Regions from separate parts of the Arachis hypogaea genome. Here region 2 is linked to region 1. The links are chromatin contacts, called in public Hi-C maps. All regions are on one chromosome and are shown on one strand. The core of a region is the stretch at or near the end of the contact, and the rest is flanking DNA. Distances in the headings are between cores, read along the strand shown. Region 1 holds the start of LOC112790542 (mitogen-activated protein kinase kinase 6). Region 2 overlaps LOC112790552 (auxin response factor 19).

The links. A called contact is a pair of places that touch in the nucleus more often than the background predicts.
Region 2: a Hi-C map of leaf shows a contact between it and region 1, with 5 times the contacts expected there. The contact joins the enhancer-like site here to the promoter of LOC112790542 in region 1. A contact is called at or near these places in 2 of 8 Hi-C or Micro-C datasets (both in leaf).

Annotation. Positions count from the first base shown.
Region 1 is chr3:50,675,532-50,680,065 of arahy.Tifrunner.gnm2.J5K5, forward strand. It overlaps LOC112790542 (mitogen-activated protein kinase kinase 6), which reads left to right and starts at 1,562. Exons shown (of 9, transcript XM_025832989.3): 1 at 1,562-1,845; 2 at 2,904-3,016; 3 at 3,284-3,368; 4 at 3,723-3,857; 5 at 4,373-4,534. The coding sequence starts at 2,937.
Region 2 is chr3:51,243,546-51,248,105 of arahy.Tifrunner.gnm2.J5K5, forward strand. It overlaps LOC112790552 (auxin response factor 19), which reads right to left. Exons shown (of 14, transcript XM_025832997.3): 12 at 3,753-4,560; 13 at 3,325-3,515; 14 at 2,671-3,233. The coding sequence ends at 3,053. Among protein-coding and RNA genes, the nearest start is that of LOC112790552, 8.7 kb to the right of the region's middle. Within about 2 kb of position 2,191, at least 3 of the 3 cell types and tissues checked have open chromatin away from gene starts, as enhancers often do.

The DNA.
Region 1 (4,534 bases), core at 312-2,811:
TCAACTGCAAAGTGTTAACCCAACTTGCAAGGGAACAAGTCCAGATTCTAACCCAACCTGAACTTGAGTAAGACTCAAACCTAGCTTTCAACCACAAAGTGCTAACCTAACTTGCAAGGGAATCTCCTCAGGATCATGACAACAAAATGAAAATACATACAAAGAATTTTTTAGATAACTACGGATTTTTCTTTAACTCTCTACCTTTTTTCCACTCATTGGATTTTTTTTTTCAAAATCTCACATTTTGTCTTTTACCAATGAAACACAGACAGACTCACTGAGAAAAAAAATATTCAATAAAAGCCATGAAGGAGAAGAATAACTAGCTCAAATAGCTCTGGGAACCCAAACGTGTGCTCTCACTTCTTGATCTCAACCCTTGGCCGTTCACCCTTATTATAGAAGGGCAAGCTTCCAAAGTTGAAACCGGTTCAACCAACCCAGCAACTTCTTCTCCAACATAAGTTAAGTCACAATTTAAACAAAAGAAAAAGAGAGAAAAAATCGAAACTACATGTATGTACCTCTCTCAACCTTTTTCATCTATTTTCTTCAATCGTGGCCATTGATCTTGACTTTGGCCCCAAGAATTGATTCTGAATATTGATAAGTGTCTGACCCAGCCTGGCTTCAAGCTTCCCATTTTTACTTCTTCCCGACCTGAGACTCAAAGGCTATCTTTTTCACAAAAATGGAAATGAATCTTTGTTGCGCTTTCAAGATAGATTTGCTTCATGAACCGATGCATTTCTTTCCTTCCTTGGCAACAAATCTTTAAGCCTTTCTTCAAATCTTTCCTTCTATGGAAATAATCTTTCTTAGCCTTTCTACATAGGCTTTTCTCTGTGGCTTTAATTTTCTTCTTTCTTTTTTTTTTAATGAAAGATGTGACCGAAAGAAAGAGAGAGGAAAGAGAACAGAGAACAGCTTTCATTGGAAGTCATCAATGCAAATTAAATTGAATTGAATTTGGAGTTGCGGTTACCAAGGAATTAATAACCGAAGCATAATTTTAATGAAATTAAACTCAATTGGATTTTTACTTTCAATAACCAAGAATGATAACTTTGACAATTTGAATTCTCTTTGGTTTATGACCACTAAACGACTAAGGTTTTGGGCCATTTTCTTCTTTTTTTTTGCTTTTTAATTGTTTAGCCACTTGAAGTGAACAATTATTATTGGACTAAACTTGTTTAGTAACCAAACTGGCTCTCATCACTTGAGCCTCTTTGGATCTCTTTCTCTTTTAATATTAGCCACTATTTATGAAATAAATTTTGTATAAGGCTCGCCATTCAATAATTAAATTGGGTTTGATTGCATCTTAGCCCAATATTAAAAACTAATTTGCTTCGTGCATACTAACAAAAACATAAAACAAATCATTGGAAGCAATTTAAACAATTAATAATATTTTAATAATTTTCTAATTTATATTTAAATAATATTTGCTCATTATTTCACTTTTTCAAACTCAACACATATAATATATAATAGATAAATAAAAAGAAAAAGACTAGTTTAAATTATCTGCGGGCGCCAACTTAATTGAAGGAAAAGATAAGCTGGCTAGCTTAGTAAAGTGTTCCTTACTTCCTTTTGGCTCCTTTACTGTCTCAGTCTCAACTCTCAACGGTCTAAACTCTATGCTCTAGTCTAAATTCTAAACAAAGTCACACATGCTCTGCACTATGACACACCTCAAACCCTAGCTCCTTCCGATCTACTCACCACAATTCTGGTTGCCACCGTCCGTGGTCGCCGTGCTGCTTTGCCGTGATCGCCGTACTGCTTCTCTCCCTCGTCGCCGTTCTGCTCGCCGTTGTCACCGAAATTCTGGTAGGTGAGTCCTCTCTTTGCTGTGTTGTGTTGACTTGTTAATTTGCTTGATTAGTTAGTTGATTTTCTGGTGCTGTGTTCGTTCAATTTTAACTGATTTCTCAGACCCTATTTCAAATTTCATGGAAACATTAGTCCTTGTTGGTGTTTGAACATTTCCCTTTTGATCTGTATATCATTGTGTCCCCTGGATTTGAGAAAATGTTCACTTTTGACTATACAGTTTTTGAATCACTATGTAGATTTTTGCTGTGTCACACTATCATAGCAGTACCTCAATGTTTCAGCCTCATTTACTCGTAATTTTCTTCAATTCTAGCAATTTGAATGCAACAGAAACAGTAATCTACTACCAAAGGCCTCTACTCTTTTTGATATGTGTTTTGGAGCTCCAAATAAATACAAACTCTTAAGTAAATAAATTCAGTTCCAGTTTGATATGATGTACAAAATCTGCTCCATTTTTTTCTCTCCTGTTAATTTTTTTATCTTTTGATTCTAGAAAAGGGTGGAGAATTTTAATATGCACAAGTATTCTCAAACATGTTACATACTTAATGATTCTCACTGACTCAAAAAGGAACTACAAATTCTGCTTTGTTTTGTAAGGTGTTTTTTTTTTTTTTTTTCACTTCCAGTACATATAGGAATGTTGTGGTTTATAGTTTCAACAATTTGATGCTTAATAGGCTCAAGATTATTATGAGCTTTCAGCCGAGTATGAAGGGAAGCATAATAATTGAGAAGTTGGAGGAACTTGGGAATATGTCTTAGTGTTGGCCTCTGAATGACTTACTTGGTTACATAACGTATGTCAATTGAATGACTTACAGTTTATCTTTGATAAACTATTTAATTAAAGACCATGCCATCCAATTCCCTATAAAATAACGCAGAAATTATATTGGCGGTCATCCTCATTTGAATTAATGATATACCAAAGTTATGCTCACTATAAATCTAATATACCAAAAGTATCCCCACCTTTGTTTTTTTCCTTCTGTTTCTAATACTTTCTCTTCCTCTTTCTGTGCGCTCAAATTGTTGAATCAATTCAGCATTTCTTTGACACTGAAATAACGAAGAAACAAATGAAGATGAAGACCAAAACACCATTGAAGCAGCTCAAGCTTGCTGTTCCTGCTCAAGAAACACCCATCACTTCATTCCTGTAATTATATTCTCTCTATCTTCTCTATTAACACTCACCCATGTCTTCTTAGCTTCACCACTTAAATTCGCATGTAAAATTGCCGTCCTTAGCTTTATGTCACTCTTTATGCTTTGTTGTTGCTACCTACCAAAATATACTAGTTTAGCACGTGGGTTAGTTTGACAACAATTCCAACATGCAGTATCTTAGATTACTTGTTTTTTTCATGTTTTGAGCTTGGGAAATTGTCTTCTTTATATGAGAAGAAAACTTTCTTTATATCAGGACTGCAAGTGGCACGTTCCATGATGGAGATCTGCTGTTAAATCAGAAAGGACTGCGTCTCATATCTGAAGAGAAAGAATCAAGGGTAGCTCTTATTTCTTCCACATTCCCATTTGTTGTTTCTACTTTCTAATCTAATATATATATATATATATATATACTATTTTCAATTTTGCATAAATTTTGCCTAATGAGTTGAATTTCAAAGCCAGCTTCCATTGTTTTATTAGGATCTAGAAACTACATTGCTTATCTTCAATCAGTTATGGTGTTCAGTTTTGATTACTTGGTTGCAATTTTCTCTACTAGTTTCTTCAACAATGTACATTGCACTATCGTTTGCAGCAATTATTGTTAGTTTCAATTTTGATGACTTTGATTCAATTTCATTTTCTTTGTAGCATCTAATCTTAGACTTGTAATTTTCCTGTTTGGACAGCCTTCTGATGGTAAGGAACTGGAATTCGATTTCTCCCTTGATGACCTTGAGACCATCAAAGTGATTGGAAAAGGTAGTGGTGGCGTAGTACAACTTGTTCAACATAAGTGGGTTGGAAGATTGTTTGCTCTGAAGGCGAGTACATGCTGCACTTAATAACCTTATTTGAATTGCGTCTGATTTTTATTTGACACATTATTTTAAGGTCAACATAGTTTCCTTAAAGTTCCTTTCTAAAACAAATGGATTCATGACATGAAAATTTTGAAACAAGTGCAATGCTTATTTCAGAAGTTTGTTTCACATGTTCATCTTAATACGGCAGCTATCTAAAAGATCAGGTTTGGATCATCAGCTAATTAGATTGGAGCCTTGACATGATGCAGACAGCAACCTTAGTATGAAACTGTGTCTTTTATGCTGCAATTCTTTTCAGAAGTACTTTCTAGATCAGCCTTTTCTGCTTCCTCCTAAAATTTGATCTATATTATTTGTTTGTTATCTTTGTTTTTAGCTATTTCAATAACACAGTTTAAAATTGTGATCTTGCGCTGCTGTAAGGGATTACATTTTAAAGTAAAGCATACTGAATTTAAAAATTGTTTTTCAAGTCTCAACCCTGTACATTTTGCTTCTGTTCTTCATTGCAGGTCATTCAGATGAACATACAAGAGGAGATTCGAAAACAGATTGTTCAGGAACTGAAAATAAACCAAGCTTCACAATGTCCACATGTTGTGGTTTGTTACCACTCATTCTACCATAACGGAGTTATATCGCTTGTCTTAGAATACATGGATCGCGGTTCTCTG
Region 2 (4,560 bases), core at 941-3,440, 570 kb after region 1:
TGGTAGCGTTAATTTAAAATGGTTGCATATACATGTTAGCATCACCTAAAATGTGTATTTTATTTTCCGAATGAGTTATTAAATTGGTTTACAGATTTAAGGACAATGTTTCTTTAATCAATACATGATTCAATGCGTTGCTCAAGAATCTTCAAATTGTTTTGAACAAATGTTTATTCTTTGTATGCTTTTTGTCTCTCAAATTTTTTAAAATTATCTATAATGTTTAATTTGATTTAATATAATATTTTTAAATTTTTTTAAAATTATTTATAATGTTTAATTTAATTTAATTTAATTCTTAACATTTTAAATAAGTTCCAATCATACCTTTAATATTAATTTTTTAACCGTCACCAATCAGTCAAATTCTATTTTTCCCTTTTTTTTTGATAAAAAATCTAATTCTAATTTCTATCTATCTAATTCCTAACCTATTCCAACCCCATTAACCCCACCAAGCCACCAACCTCCACCTCCCTCACCTGTTGCTCTCATCACTATTGCCTTTCCTCCCCCTCTAGCTGCCACTAGTCATTGTCATTTCATCTTACACCTTTGATCCCATAGATCTCATCTTTGTCTCACCTTTACCATCATTCATGGACATCTCCATCAACTACAAACTCAAGAACAAACAACAATGATGGCGAGTTACAATGCAATAGTGGCATTTTTCAATTATCCCAATGAGGTCCATGGTATCAAAGAAGGAAGACAAAGAGAAGGAAGGAGTGAAAGTTCAGGTCGGGTGGGATTGGGGCTCAAGTGAAGGCTATGAAAAGAAAGAAGACGAAGAGAAGGGTTGAAAGCCGGTGGAATTGGAATCGAAACGTTGCATTTCCACGCTCTTGAAATAAAGACCATCTCTTTCTTTATTTTCATTGTAATTGAAATAGAGAGAAAGTGAGAAATAAAATAAAAGCTTGGGAATGAAAAAAAAAATTTGGGCTCAATGCAGTGTAAGAATGACAAATAATGCATGGTGGTGAAGGGGCGACAGGCAATGGATTGTAGTTCGGGGTGGTGGTGATGGTAATGATGGAGAGAAAAAAAAAATAAAGATAATGAAGATGACAATAATGAGAATTAGGGTTAGAATTGGAAAAAAATCAATTGATTATTGACTGTCGAAAAATTAATGATAGGAGTAAAATTATAACCTTTTGAAAATATTCGGGACAAAATTAAAGCTAATTAAATATTTGGGATCTTTTTAAAATTTTCAAAAACATTAAGGATAAAAGTATACTTTATCCTTTAATGTTCGTGCATTAATATTAGCATAAAAAAATATTTCTTAGATTAACATTGTTTTAACTCTCTCTCTCTCTCATGATATCAGAGCACTCCATGGTTTCCGAAGCAAGTTCACAAGTGATCACACCAATACTCAAATCCAAATACAAATGCAAGAAATTCAAAGCTTTTTGGTATTGGTAGCACTAAAGATAGATGCACTGAATTTTCTACCATGTTACGAGCTCCTAGATCATCTCACAAGCATAGAAACTTTAGAGAAGTTTGGACCAAACTAGATCGAAACTCAGGAACAATGACAATGGAGTACAAGTGGAAGAAACAAGATGGACACATCAAAATTTAGTTGCTAGCGTCAATGTGTAAGATCTTTAACATTCGAATGATTGGTTGTGAATTTACACAAAAAATCTAATCTAAGTTGAATACATTTTTTTGTCTCCTTCGATCCTATCAGTTTTTTGGGAGAATTAGCATCATAATATGATATCAAAACTTCTACAACCTAAAGGTTTAGAGTGAACCTTGCTGACAAAAAAAAAAAAAAAAAGAAATCAGCATAAAACAGATATAAAAGAGAAAAGTTTATGCACAAAATTACACAAACTCAAAAGAAACTCTCATATGAGAAGGCATACTAGAGAAATATAATTATTCATATATCTATTTTTATTAGCTTAAATATTTAAAAATAATATCATAACATAAACCAATTTTAAAAAAACATCATCTTATGTGTTCTCAAAAGTGAAATACTTTTTTTACCTACTAAACGAGAAATGAAATACTTTTGCTTTTAAAAAAATATATAACTACCATTTCAAAATTCTTTGCTAAACCAAAGTTACGACTACCATATTGAGCCACTGAATTAGTGTTTGAAAATTGTCTATAGGGTATGACCAAACAAAAAATGCCTATAGGGAACCACAAAAAAAAAATTCTATTGGATAGGCATACAAGGATAGAAAGAGACCGAAACAGATATGCAAGTGTTTCCAAAGGCCTCACTTTTTTAAGACAAAAGATAAAGATAAATAACAATAAAAAGATAAAAATGTTTACCGAAAAAAAAAAGATAAAAATGTTCTCGTCCCTATATTGGTATAGCAAAATATTGTTGTCTTGGCGGTAGATTATTTATCGACGGTGTTCCAAACAGGGAAACACTACCCTGGTAAAAACTGAGAGCTATGGAGCCAGAAAGGACTCTATGCCCAAAATTGCAAAAAGATTTGAAAGCAACAAATGAGCTTTTCATATTTCATTATGGCCTTCTCCATAATTTAGCTGTGTACAGAAAAAGCAGCAGGCAAGAACTGCAATGCATAGTTTTCATGTTTCATCAATTGATCATCTCATTTTCCCACCGACCCTTTTAGCAACCAAAGATTTACAAGAGGTGCAAGCTAAAAATAAAATATAAAAATCTTTATATAAGAAACCGTCACATTATACACCAGCAAACCTATATGCCTGAACCTTTGACAAAAAAAATTAAAATAAAATAAAATACAAATTTGAGACCAGAGGGGGGAAAAGAAAAAGAATTCTAACCAAGCACTATTTCATTAGCACTCACAACAATGGCATATTCAAAGGAAGGATCTCTAACATTAATCTAAGTATCTAAACTTCTATAGTATGCTATCAACAGCATCTTTTAGAAGTGAATTATGTCTCAATCTGTGACCTATGGAAAGCACCAAGAAGAAATTTTAAGGGTTAAGTTAGTCCTCCATCTCTGAAAATATACATGTTGGCTGGTTCAAAAATGTCATACTTGACATCCTTATCGATTAAATGAGGCGGCAGAGTTATCGTCGTACTGTCCCCTCCATGCATTGCCACCTTCCGTGCCACTACATGCTTGATTAGGGATTGGAACTTGGCCTAGATCCCCATCCAAACTCATTTGTTGCACCTCGGCGGACGACAATATCTTTATGCTCTGAACACAGCTTACGAATTCTCTGCAAGGAATTATAACTTGAAGGTTAAGAAAAATATTTGATAATGAGTGAGAAAGAAGATGATGACAAATACAATGATTTTACTACTTACTCCCACGGGTCATCACCAACAAGAAGAATGTCATTCTCATGATCCACATATACTAGTTTCCACTCGGTCCTTTGAGGATCTTCTAGCTGCCCTTCAATCCCGAACATTCGAGCCAAATCGTGGCGGAGTTCATCATATCCTTTGTATCGCGTGACGTCGATACATCTTCCAACAGAACCACATTTTTGAACCTGCAAAATATGTTTTGAAAGTTCGAAACACATGCAGATAAGGTCAAAGAATTCGAGGTTAGTTTCCGGATGACAAAGACTTCAAGAATATAGGGTCTAAGATTGCATATGCAAGTATGCAATTAAAGTGATGTCAAAAGCATATTCAAATTTATATTTTAGCATAATTTCTTGTACATATGTCTCGATAAGTATTGTAAATTCAAATTATTTATAAATTTGTCAAGGAATACAAACCTTGGTATATGTTCGCATTCTCTGAGTCTGGTTAGCCCATAAGCCATTATTCAAAACCCCAGCATCGTTCATGGGAATATCACTTGAGCAACCAGGCTTGAAAGGCATGTTCGGCACCCCAAATGACTGCGAGCTGATGGCGGCAGTGGACAGCTCTGTTTCGATGTCTCTTGGAGCACCGCCATAGTTAGCCAGCAAGTTTTGAAGATCTTTTTGAGAGTCATAACCTCTTGAGAGCATGGTATCCGCTGCTAGTCCATCAAGATTGGAGGCAAATGGTAGATTTTGTCTAGGATGCGATTGAACATCACCATCCATGCAGAAGTTTGGAAGTTGGAAGTTCTGGTGGATGCTACCCGGATCAATACAGTAAGATGTTCCGGACGAAGAAGCTTCCAGCTGATCACTGATTGTACCTTTATACTTAAGCTGGTCAGGGCCTTTTATGCCGGATAATTCATGTTTTATCGGCATATCAGACTTATTATGAAGCTCTTGCACCAAATTATTAGTCGGCTCAACTACCGAAATCCCCCCGAATGTGGTTGGTGCTTGTTGATTTCTTTTCATGAGATTTGGTGGAGATATCTGGCAGGTATTAGTAGACGGTGAAGTCGAGCATGATGGCACGTCTACATCGGTAAGACTAGAAGGAGCTCTACTAGTTATAACTGATTTCTGTGCATTCAGGGTTGGTTGGTTCACCGAAAGCTGTTGCGATTGCATTAGAGACGAAGAAGAGAAGCTGTTGCTGTTGAGAAGCTTCTCCATTGGGAATGAATTATTTCCGAGCTGTTGAGGTTGATGC